Linked DNA regions of Mus musculus: all the other regions are linked to region 3. Evidence: chromatin contacts called from public Hi-C data. All regions are on one chromosome and are shown on one strand. Each heading gives the region's core, a stretch centred on a gene start, on an enhancer-like site or on the middle of the called end of the contact. The rest is flanking DNA. Distances are from core to core; before and after follow the strand shown.

Region 1 (4,107 bases), core at 763-3,262, 150 kb before region 3:
CATGTAAATAGTAAGTAACAAATGCGGGATTAATACCTGGGAAGTGGAACAAATGAACAGGGTCCAAGAAGAGGGGAACCGTGCAAATAACCAGTGGGGGAAAGAGGCTTCACTGGGAAGGACACGCAGCTCCGTTTTGTTCAGACTGATTTAGCAGCAACAGAAAACAGCAAGGAAACATGAAAGCCACGGTAATTTATCACAGTTATCATTTCCCCTGATAAGTATTTCTTTGTTTAAACAAGTGCCCATTATAGGAAACAAGACCACAATTGTAACAACAAACCCGGCTTCTTCCCAGGCTCCCTGCAAAAGAAACTGGGGGATGGGGATAGGGGGTTGTCAAAAGAACAAATAATGACATTTGTGCTCTTTTGAAAAAGATACATCGACAGTATGGTATTTTCCATTTTTTACTTTAAATATGGAAATATATATTCAGTTACTATATTTCTGCAATGTCCACATATAAGAAGTAAGAAAAAATGCTTAGAATTTTCAGTATCAGTAAAATATGTTGTATGTCAGGATTCTGGTGAACTTTGCCAGCTGCTTTTTGGTTGACACAACCAAAAATGGTAGGTGTGTGGGCGCAGGGGCAGGGGCAAATTGCTTTGCCTTGGAGCTGCCTTGGACCGTGCATATGCATACACACACTTGTGTGTGTCTCAACAGTAGCCAATAAAATCCTCACTCTGACGTCAATCCTAGGGACAGAAAGCAAGAGTTCCAAGAGCCAGAACACCTGAAGCTCCACCTGAAGAAGCCAACCAGTAAAGTCTTGGAAGTCATCTGGCCATGGATGGGCAGAGGGGCCCTGTCACAGGCCTGGACTTCTGGGTTAGCCCAGAGCCAGACCAGCAGGTTTCGGCGTCATCATTTAAGCATCCATGACTTCAGTTTTCCCATCACAACACTCTATGGCTTCTCTGAAACACTGGCTGACGATACCTTACACCTAGTGCTTCGGACCAGACTTGCTTTATGTTTGTTTTTCTCAGACTTAGGGAAACTGTGTGTGTATTTGTGTGTATGTGTGTGTACATATAAACATATATCCATATATAAATATACACAGATGAATAGATAAAGAGACTGAGAAACACACACATACAAATACACACACACACTTACCTTGTTTATAAATCCTGGATATTATTAAATATATGTTATATATTTTAACTAATACACCTGTCTTTGCCTAGAACTTATCACATTAGATTAAGGCTGAAATTCTCTACTTGGGGCATGATGTCAGCGTGAATTTGCTTGAATTTTTTGATTGATTGGAGGTAATCAGTCTATATCCTCTCTCTCTTTTCTGGAATTAAAATGTAATTACATCATTTCCTTGATCTCTCACGAATTCATGGCTCGGCTTCTTTAGCTGTCGTTACATATATATGAATATTTATTCCTAAATAAATAAAGCTGCTCAGTTCATATAACATTATTGTATGTATATGATTTCAGGGTTGACCACTTGGTATTGGATAACCAATCTGGAGATTCATCCCTGAGAAAAAAACTACTTCAATAAAAATTATCCTATATTTCATACTTGAGTTATTTAACAAACGTGAAGGGAATTATTCACATCCAAAAGAGATGTTCAAAATTTCCAGCTTGCTCTGCAAGAGTCCTTTGTAAAGCAGACTGGCCAACAGCAAACCAAAGCCTCGGGGGCAGATTGCCAAGCTGACAAGTCTGGAAGGAGCTCAGGGGAGGGGAGAGACCATCACTGGAGAAAAGCAGAGACATTGCCTTCAATCATTAGGGGAAAACTGCTGCTTGGGAAATAGGCAGCAAAAGAGAAAGAAAGAGCAAGCAGGCGTGTCAGGGATGCCAAGCAGAGGATGGGACAGTGAGTGATGGCTTGGACCAAGAATTCTGCCACCTTCCAACCTGAGAATTTGACCTGTCTCGTACATTGGACCAAGTGGAAGAGAGCCAATGACCACAAGGACCATATTGTATGCAGTTAGCTGTCGCCCTTCTAATGGTGCTGCTTAGGAAAGCCCAGTGAACACAGACAGTCCAGGTTCCTCATTCCTCACGGAATTCGAGCAATCATAACACACAGGCCTTACAAAGTTTATCCACAGTCAACTGCCCTCAGGACCAATTCTTTTCATTTATCTACTAATTCTATGAACTCTGAGTGAAATTATCTCACCTGTGATTAGAAATGAGCAAAGTAGGGTGAATCTTGCATATTTTGTCAGACTTGTCAACTAAGGATTAAAGACAAGAGGTATTGTGCGCAGACAATAATAAAAGAGCATTGGACAGCCAGAAACTATGGCTCTTAGAGAAGGAGACGTCAATGTCACATTCAGGTGCCTCTGCACCCAGGACTCAGGACCCAGTAGGAACGACTCTGTGGAACCTTGTATTGTCATATGTGGGTATGCATCTGTGTAAGGCTGAGGTATGGTAATGGCTGTTTTACCTTGTATTCTCAGCTGTGGGAATGGCTCTGTGTAAGGCTGTGTCACAGGTATGGTAATGGCTGTTTTACCTTGTATTCTCAGCTGTGGGAATGGCTCTGTGTAAGGCTGTAGTCTCGGCTATGGGAAGAGCTGTTTTACACTGTATTCTCAGATGTGGGAATGGCTCTGTGTAAGGCTGTACTCTCAGGTACTGACAGAACAGTAGGTGAGATTAGGACATGGACAGGTTGAGTCCCTCTGACTTTGGTGGGAAGCTACCAGGAGTTTTAGGACTGGCAGCATAGTAAATGCTTATAGGTTGTCTCTACATTATCTTAAGAGATTTTCAGATTGTTCCCTCTAGCCCACATGGTGACTCTAGCCATGTGCTATTAATCCAACCCAGTACCAGTGCATGCTGGAGAAGAGGTTTACCACTAAACTACATCCCTGGCCTTCATATTGCTTTCTCATTTCCTGTTTTTCCTACTCTTAGTCCCAGTTGTCCTCCAAATCTAGGGTAAAATAAATGTCCAATGTTCCCTTCATAAATGATCTGAGAATGACAGGACATTTCAATCACCTTTGTTCTCATAGATTTTGCAGGATTGAGAAAATAGGTTTAGCTTGAAATCCGAGCTTAGAAAAAAAAACGTTTTGGAGACTTGATAAGGGAGGAGACTATACCTATGCACACCTATACAACCACACACACCTACACACAGTGACACACACTATGGTGGTTTAAATAGGGATTGCCCCATAGATTCATGTGTTTGAATGCTTGGCCTTAGGGAGTGTCACTGGTAGAAGGTGTAGCCTTATTGGTGGCCTTGTTGAAGAAAGTACACCACTGTGGAGTCAGGACTTTGAGATCTTAAATGCTCAAACTATGTCCAGTGTAAAACACATCCAGTCCACTTCTGCTGTTCTTGGATCAAGATGTAGAACTCTCAGCTCCTTCTCCAACACTTTTGTCTGCCTGGATGCTGTCATACTTCCCACCATGATGATAAAGGACTAAACCTCTGAAACTGTGAGCTAGCCCCAATTAATTGTTTTCCTTTATAAGAGTTGCCTTGGTCATGGAGTCTCTTCACAGCAGTGAAACTCAAACCAAGACAGAAGTTTGTGCCAGGGACTGGGTATTGCAGTGATAGACCCGGCCATACATTTGTTTGGGGTGGGATGACACATGAGGTTTGATCTGGAATGACGCATTCCTTTAATCCACATCTTGAGGCATAGTAACCATGCTTATAAAGATCTATAATGAATAAAATTGAAATGTAGAGGAGTTTTAATCCAGCGACACCCTTGCTTTGTCCAAAGATGATCTGGCAGGAATATAGATACATCCTGGATTACTGGATGATCTGGCAGGAATGTAGACACACCCTTAGTACACACTTTAAATCCCTAACAATGAAGGTAAGGTTAGTTTGTAAAAGGAAGTAGCCACGTTTGAAAGTGAAGGGCAGGCAAAGTAATTAAAAAGAGAATGATTTGACAGAATAAGTCAGACATAAGATAGACCCAACTCACAGGAGACCAGCACAGGAAAGAGACGATACTTAAGGGCAGCAGGAGAGAGAAAAAGGTACATATGTGGTATGGTGTGGTGTGGTATGGTGTGGTGTGGTGTGGTGTGGTGTGGTGTGGTGTGGTGTGATGT
Region 2 (3,685 bases), core at 850-3,349, 250 kb before region 3:
AGATGGCCTAGTCGGCCATCACTGGAAAGAGAGGCCCATTGGACATGCAAACTGTATATGCCCCAGTACAGGGGAACGCCAGGGTAAAAAAAAAATGGGAATGAGTGGGTAGGGAAGTGGGGGGGAGGGTATGGGGGACTTTTGGGATAGCATTGGAAATGTAATTGAGGAAAATATGTAATAAAAAAAAACCAAAAAAACAAACAACAACAACAAAAAAGAAAGTAGGCTGGCAAATGCAGAACTGCGGAGGAGGCTCTGGCAGAATCCCAGCCACTGAAATGGGTCCTGTGGAAAGGTGAAGGGTACACACACATTACGTGCCAGAGTCCCATGCATACCAGGATGAACTGCCTCATCCAGAAAGGACCAAGGCCAGAAGTCCTAACCTGCTGTAATCTATCCTACGGCTCTGTTTAAAGGCAGCTGTGTTCTATCGTGGCCCACAATCAAGAGATTAAGCTAATGTGATTTTCTCTCCCCAGTACAGAAAAGGATTCTCACGTTAATTATCAGCTGAGGATTTTTATCATTATCTCATGTGAATTCAAAAGAGATCTTTTGTGCTTTCAAAATATGTGATATTGCACAGACACTCGAAATACAGCATGTACTAAGCAGACCAAAGAAGGAATGTCCCAGCTACTCACTTTCCCTCCAACGAAGGAAGAAGAGAAGGGGAAACCGCCATTTATTAGATGCCTTATTTGATTTCTGTAACAATCTTGGCACTTGGGTTTTCTCATTTCAAGGAAGAGCAGTAGCTTGCCCTAGGCCATGATGACAGAGTGAGACCCAACCCTGACTCAGGCACTTGCACCCTTGTTAGGAGTACACTAAGAGTCAAACATGTGGCTGTGGTGAACAAAGGCACAGGAGAGACTCCGGAGGGATTGCAGCATCTACAGGGGCTGCTGCATCCCATGGCCTCCTCCACTGTACCACCAAGCAGCAAGAACTGCAGAGGGAGCACCTCTGCCCTTTAGACAAGTCAGGGTCCTTGTCCCTGGGTCTAAAGAAGCCAAGGTATCAATGAGTAAGAATGGCAGCTATTAACAGACCTTTCTATCTTCCAGATGCTAAGTTCTCACATCAAATACTTTGCTGTAGGGCAAGACAGCTCTCTAGATGTGAGTATCTGGAGTCACCCTGGGCTGGCAGATGGAGTGACAAGGACCTCCGTCAGAAGATTTACCCACTCATCCTCTCATCCTCTCACCCACCCACTGTGCGGACACCATCGGGCTGATTCAGATATGAGTGGATTTCCGTTCTCAAAGCATCACTCCAAACCCCACTCCTACGTATGGTCAAATGTGAAGTATGCTTGGCCAATAATAGCCTTAGTCCAATAATAGTCCAGAGGAAGAGGACCCAGCCGCTCAGGAACTAGGATCCTTCCCGTGCTGCTTCGTGCCTACCACCCCGCCCATGTAAAGACCTGGGTGGTGATGCTTCAGTGTTCCTCAAACTTAGCTGAAGGGAGGAAGGGCAAGTAGGAGGGGAGCTCACAGAAATACGTATAGTAGTGATGTTTAGACACTTTATTGGGAACACAAATTTCATTTTCATAGAGATGGATACTAGAGGTCACAGCCACGGTTTCCAAAAGGGGCCAGAAGAGCATCCTTGGATCCACAATCCTACTGTGTCAAAATGCAAAAGGAACTTGGCTCTTGCCTAGCATGAGATACTCCTTGTTTCTAGAAATAGGCCCTTCCCCGTAAGAGACCAATTAAGTTTTCTTTTTAGGTACAATGGTGACAGACACAAATCAATAGAATAATTTTAGAGCAGAGAAATGACCACTATACAAAGTGCTTGCGGGGCACTTCAAGTCCAGGTTCTCGCTCATCCCTTGTGCTCTTGTGCAGGGGACAATGCGAGCCAGAGAGAAGCAAGCAGGACTGTCAGTGGTGCTGGAGCTCCATCCCAGATTGGAGAGCAAGCACTCATCAGGGCTGGGTCTTCCTGGTCCCATCGGCAGGGGCAGGAGGGGCTTGCATTCTCTTTTCCATGTGACAAGTGACTGTCCTCATCTCCTGGAGGACAGCTGGTACAGCCTACACGCAGAGGGACTCCTTCTGCTTTGTTGAACTTGCTGTTTCCTGAGCTCTACAGAGCCACATCTCCTCGTTCAGTCTGAATGCAAAAGCAAGTCTGAGTGTAAAGACTGAATGGGAGATAACCACGTTCCTACACTCAAGTTTTCACAGCATAATGCCTTGCTTTAAGGCCAAGTCCAGAGGTCCCTGGAATACAAATGCTGTCTTCCACACCTGGCTCGGGCCTCAGCAGAGAGGAGGCCTTAATACATGAGGGGAGACGTAAAAACCACAAGGCAGGGGAAGGAAGCTGCTCTGAGGTTTAAAGCTGACAGGGCATTTGAGTATTCAAAAAGATATCCTTGGATGTGTACAGCATCATGAATCTAATGGAGTCCCAAGTCCATGATCACGCATTTATGGACCAGATCACAGGAGCAGCACTCTGACAGGCAGGTGGCCTTTCCTCTCCAGAGGCCAGCATCTGATACTCAGAGGCGAGCACTTCTCAGTCATATCTATTCCCTGAAACATGAGGCAGAACTATGCCTCATGATGGGAAAAAAAACGAGTCCATATTAAATATATTCAGATAATTCAATAATTTTACTACTAAACCACAGAAATCTAGATTACTAGGGAATAGCAATTGCCTTAAATAAAATACTACTTTGGGTAAGCCAGGAGTGGCTTAATGAGCTTTTTGTGTACTGGGTTTAATAAAAAAAATTGTATTAGTCATTTCATACAAATATGGCAGAGCTGATGAATTACTCCTAATGAGGGAAAATCACCTCTAATCCATTTTAATGATCTTCGTATTTCAAAATATAAAAATTTATCCTTAAGCACACAAAATCATAGATGATGATGCATACTCTGAGAAATGAAGGGATTCGCCAAAGTTACAAAGCAAATTAATGAAGGAGCTACCGTTGGCGCCTTGGTCTCGCATCTCTGTGTGTGTACACTTTCCACCACACCACTCTAGAGCTCCTTTAGCAACCAGGGAGAGGCTGGGAAAGTACAGAGAACAGGCTCTCACTGTCTGCACCACGGTATCTACTGCACCGAGACTGGACTTTAAAGAATATATACACGACTACATACCACCACCAGAGCCTGGTGAAAATGTAACGCTCAAGTTTAGAAGGGCAGAAGCTCAGAGTAAATGGAGATTATTTATAAAGCACTACTTTTCTGTTACACCTCAATATGCAGAGTCATGGTTTGGTAGGCCTTTGGGGAACAGTGTTTTGGGGGCAAGAACATAGAATTTGTGTCTTAGCCATGATGTAGTAACCATGGCTCAGTGGATCAGTCATGACAATCTCTAAGTCTTTTATTTTAAATCCATAAAGTCCAGCAAAAATTGCTGATATTCTTCCACCCCATCCACTAAAAGGCTTATCCCAGCACAAAAACCTTGAGTTTGGTTTTTCTCAAAGTGTGACCACAGGACTACTGGTGTCAGAACCATCTACGGTGGTCATGAGCCCCAGCCACACCCCAAAGGGGTTCCCTGGAACTAATCTGTTTCTAAGTGATCTATGTTCAATAAGTATAAAAGTGGACCACAGAGGAGGAAGAGGAGATCCAAGGACTGCGGAGGCGGGGGTGGGGTGGTGGTGCGGGTGGAC
Region 3 (3,722 bases), core at 301-2,800:
CACCTCCTTCCTTGGGTTCGTAAGCACCAGGGTCTCTGCCAACAATCCATTTCCCTTCTCCTTTCTTCACCTTCTTCAGATCCCTTAATGACCCTTCACTACTTCCTCCAAAGGACCAAACTCAAACATGCAGCCCAGTTTGCCATGAATCTCCTCTCGTGCATTCGTTTCCTGCATTCTCCTAAAGCTACTTTTAAAAACCACTACCACTGAACAAACATAATCTCAACAAAATTTAAATTTTTTAAAATGTTATAACAGTGGAAGACTGCGGAAGGGGGAGTAAAGCACAATGTGCAATTTGAAGGAATGATACTAGCCGGATTACATACACTGGGATGTGTATGCCATAGAGCTGGGTTTCCCCACCTGTCGACCCCACTTCCCCCATGTGCTCGCTGCGGGATGACAACCACAACACTCCAGAACCACCCCCTCCAAGGAGGCGGGGTTATGAGATCAACCAATCAGAGCCCGCGATCCCGGGTGTCCAACCTATGGGGTGGCCGTGGCCATGCAGGGGTAGGACATAGGGTGGTCCGGGAGGGGCCGCGTCCGTGGGAGGAGTGCACGTGTCCAGAGAGGCGGGGAACCCGCGGGCGTCCAGCTGCCGAGGCGCCGGCCGGGTGTCCAAGTCCGGCTGCCCAGTGCGGTCTTGGACTGGGAAAGGCAGGCGATCGCCCGCAGAGGAAGACCTGTCCTTGTGTCCAGTTCCCAGCGAGAAGGAAAGACACAAATAACAACAATAGTACCTCGCGCAGATCGGGCAGAGAGGAAAGTTTCTGGCCCGCGCCAGAGTAGAGAACGCCAAGGCAGGGAGATGCTATGCAAGACAGGAGGAGGACACTATGGGAAGAACGGAACAACCGGAGGGCTGCGCGGGCAGGACAGGGTCCCGGGTGCGGTCCCCGGGAGGCGAGCGGCGGGGTGCGCTGTCCAAGGTGCAGGGGAGGCGGTTGGTGCGTGGTAGGCGCGGAGCCCGAGCGGACTCTAGCCGGCCAGCGATAAAAAAGAGCGGAGTACATCTGTGTGGGGCGCTGAGCACCCCCGGCTCATAAAAGTGCGGGAGCCCGAGGAGCGTCGGGGAAGGGCGCAGGGGGCTCCCCCACACCGCTGCCTTCCAGCCTCACCTCCAGCTCCGCTCCCCTCCCCCCTCGCCCACTCCCCTCGGTGCCTTGTTCCCCGGCCACGACGGGGGCGGGACCGGGAACCCCCCATGGGCGGCGAGTCCCTACGCCCCGGGGATGCTGCGGGCCGCGGAGCCGCTTACCTGGGGCCGCGGTGCGGGGATTCGAGGCAAGCGAGCGCCGGGCGCGGCGCGGCTCCTCCTTGCCTCGGCGTCTCCTCCCGATCGCGCTTCTGCCGGACTCTGTCCAGGGCGCCGAGCAGCCAGACCCGGCTAGACTGCAGCCTCCGCTCGCGCCGCCGCTGCTGCCGCAGACAGAGGACGCCCCGTGGCGGCTGGAAGCCTGTGTGAGTAGCAGCGCCCGGGAGAGTGGGATCTGCTCAGGGGCGCTGGAGACTCCGCGGCTCGGGGCGCGCGGGCGTGCGCACGCGCGCCTGAGAGTGTGAGTGAGTGTGCGCGCGCGCGCCCAGGAGTGGGGGGAGTCGCGAGGGGCGGGGGAGCGAAGCGGAGAGATGCTCGTAGGGACCGAGGCAAAATTCGTCGCCCCCGGAAATCCGTAAAGCGGTGAAAGGATGGGCGGCCTGTCTGGCCCGAAGAAGCGACTGGCCCGGCGGAGAAACCAGATGAGAGGCGGCGTGGCGCGCTCGAGCTCCGGATCCCGGCCGATCTGGAGCCGGAGGAGCGCTCTGCCACTGATGCTGCACAAGTGGTGCCCACGGCCGAGGATCGCGCTATTCCCTCGGGGGAGGAGCTGAGGCGACTCGCTCGTGCCACTGCTGCCAGTTTGAATTTCTAGGCTGGACGTTCAGGGACTGGTCTTGGTACCCCATGGTTGCCATGGCGACCTTGAAGGCGCCAGGCAGGCGACCGGGGTGCGGGGGGGAACTCGGTGCGTGCAGTGGACTCCAGGATGCTGAGATGCACTGCTCAACCCGGCGCTGTCTAAGGTTGAGCCTGGGCACAGAGGTTTTACCCAGGGTATTAGGATGCCTCAGTGGTGGTTGGGATCGCTCCAGATGAAAATGTTACCTTTTTGTTCTCCTTGGAAGCCACTTTCCCTCAAAGTTAGCCACCTCCATATAGAAGTATTGGCCCTCTCTTTGTTAGGATTCTGCCAACTGTCCCGATACACAAGTAACTCAAAGCAAGCTGAGAACACCTTCATCACCGAGCGCTCTAACACCTTAGAGATTATGACTAAATCCCACTTATCTGTCCTATTCCTGAAAGGTACATCGAGCTGTTGGTATAGTTTTCCATGCTTACTTTAAATAAGCAGACTTTATTCACCCAAGAATTCCTTCCAGGAGTGTAAGGTCCGTGTTGCAGTTGTCATGCTCTTCTTGGCAGGAATCCTCAAGAGCGGGTTAGGGTTTGCACTTTTGCCTGCCCTCCAAGACTTGCACAGCGCCCCTGTACACTGTGTGTTCTCTATAAATGTTGAATGAATGACATTGTTTTCTAGCTTCACATATCCTGAAGGCAGAAACTCAGATGGTGGGAATGTCATTACCATCCCACTAGGCTTGCTTGATTTAAACGTATGCCAGTTCCCTGTGTGAAAGACTATTTTTCCCCTCGGGCTGCCAGGCCCCAGTGCAAAGAAGGAACATAGGAGAAGACTGACCCATTGTGCAAATTTACCAAAAGATTCACGAAAAGAGCACTCAGAAAGGAACTTGGTGGTATAATCTGCCTGAGCAAAGGATAAAGATCCTGGGGACACCTAACCTTCTCAAAAAAGGTCCAAGTCACCGAGTTGCAGATACTTGGCAGTTTCTACACTCCCTTCTACAGAAAAGGATAGGAAAGGAGGTGTTAAATCTGTCTGCCTCTAGATGCTGGTCAGAAGCAAGCTTTTCTCTTGTCAGGAACACTAGGCACTAAACACTGGCCCATACGTTACAAGGTCACTGGGGCTTGCTAATTCTGCTGCTGCTTCAGGGTGGCTTCCTCCAATCTCAGTATTTCCAGTCATCTTCTTAGAAGCAAGAGTTCTCGATTTCACATTCCACGCTCAATTTCAATTCCTTTGAACTCGGGCTCTTCCAATGAGCTGCCTCTCTTGCCAGCCATGATACCACAGCTGTGAACTATAACTGAAATAAAGTGAGAATTAAAAAGGATTTATCTGGGTGCCTCCAAATAAATCCATTTTATGTTTTCTCTTAGGGGGTCCCTTCCAATGACTTCACTGTCATTTCATTTACAGTCTTCTGAAGAGACATTGGCTATCATCTTGGAACTCTTGTTTTGTTAAATGAGAAACTTAGATATCTAAAACGCTGCCTTGAAAAGAATTTCTAAAACTTGGGAGCAGATATGCAGACTGGACCGCCGATAGGCAAACTAGACCACCAATGTAAGACAGTCTTCCAAGACAATTTTCAAATGTTTATAAAATTCTGTTCATTTGCCACATATTTGTCTTACCTACCAGAGTGGAAGAATGCTCTCAAAGCTGCAACTTCTTCAAATATCGTGTCACCACCAACACAAGTGATAAGAAGCCAATGTTTAAGTAGAAGTAGGCACATGGCTATTGCTCTTTACCCACCACTTAAAAGATACACCATACAAATAGAAAGATAAACAA

The links. Hi-C and Micro-C count contacts between places; a contact is called where the count stands out from the background.
Region 1: a Hi-C map of the N1E-115 cell line shows a contact between it and region 3, with 3 times the contacts expected there. The contact joins the enhancer-like site here to the promoter of Enox1 in region 3. A contact is called at or near these places in 7 of 39 promoter capture datasets (the 3T3-L1 cell line, the HPC-7 cell line, HPC-7-derived erythroid cells and 3 more), 2 of 484 Hi-C or Micro-C datasets (the N1E-115 cell line and nephron progenitors), 3 of 115 datasets of contacts at active chromatin or transcription factors (embryonic forebrain and embryonic stem cells) and 2 of 9 other capture datasets (adipose tissue and pancreatic islet).
Region 2: a contact with region 3 is called in a Hi-C map of cerebral cortex, with 2.9 times the contacts expected there. The contact joins the enhancer-like site here to the promoter of Enox1 in region 3. A contact is called at or near these places in 12 of 39 promoter capture datasets (the 3T3-L1 cell line, 3T3-L1-derived adipocytes, the HPC-7 cell line and 7 more), 1 of 15 datasets of contacts at CTCF or cohesin (the NIH/3T3 cell line), 7 of 484 Hi-C or Micro-C datasets (the N1E-115 cell line, cerebellum, cerebral cortex and 2 more), 16 of 115 datasets of contacts at active chromatin or transcription factors (astrocytes, bone marrow-derived macrophages, craniofacial prominence and 10 more) and 1 of 9 other capture datasets (embryonic stem cells).

Annotation. Positions count from the first base shown.
Region 1 is chr14:77,307,361-77,311,467 of GRCm38.p6, reverse strand. The region is part of intron 2 of Enox1 (ecto-NOX disulfide-thiol exchanger 1); the gene reads right to left. Among named protein-coding and RNA genes, the nearest start is that of Gm41217, 62 kb to the left of the region's middle. Within about 2 kb of position 2,012, at least 8 of the 459 cell types and tissues checked have an H3K27ac peak or open chromatin away from gene starts, as enhancers often do. A contact at or near this core is called in the N1E-115 cell line, where this site is marked.
Region 2 is chr14:77,408,120-77,411,804 of GRCm38.p6, reverse strand. The region is part of intron 4 of Enox1 (ecto-NOX disulfide-thiol exchanger 1); the gene reads right to left. Among named protein-coding and RNA genes, the nearest start is that of Gm41217, 39 kb to the right of the region's middle. Within about 2 kb of position 2,099, at least 11 of the 459 cell types and tissues checked have an H3K27ac peak or open chromatin away from gene starts, as enhancers often do. A contact at or near this core is called in cerebral cortex and hippocampal neurons, where this site is marked.
Region 3 is chr14:77,154,591-77,158,312 of GRCm38.p6, reverse strand. Enox1 (ecto-NOX disulfide-thiol exchanger 1) reads right to left here and starts at 1,550. Exons shown (of 19, transcript NM_172813.3): 1 at 1,271-1,550.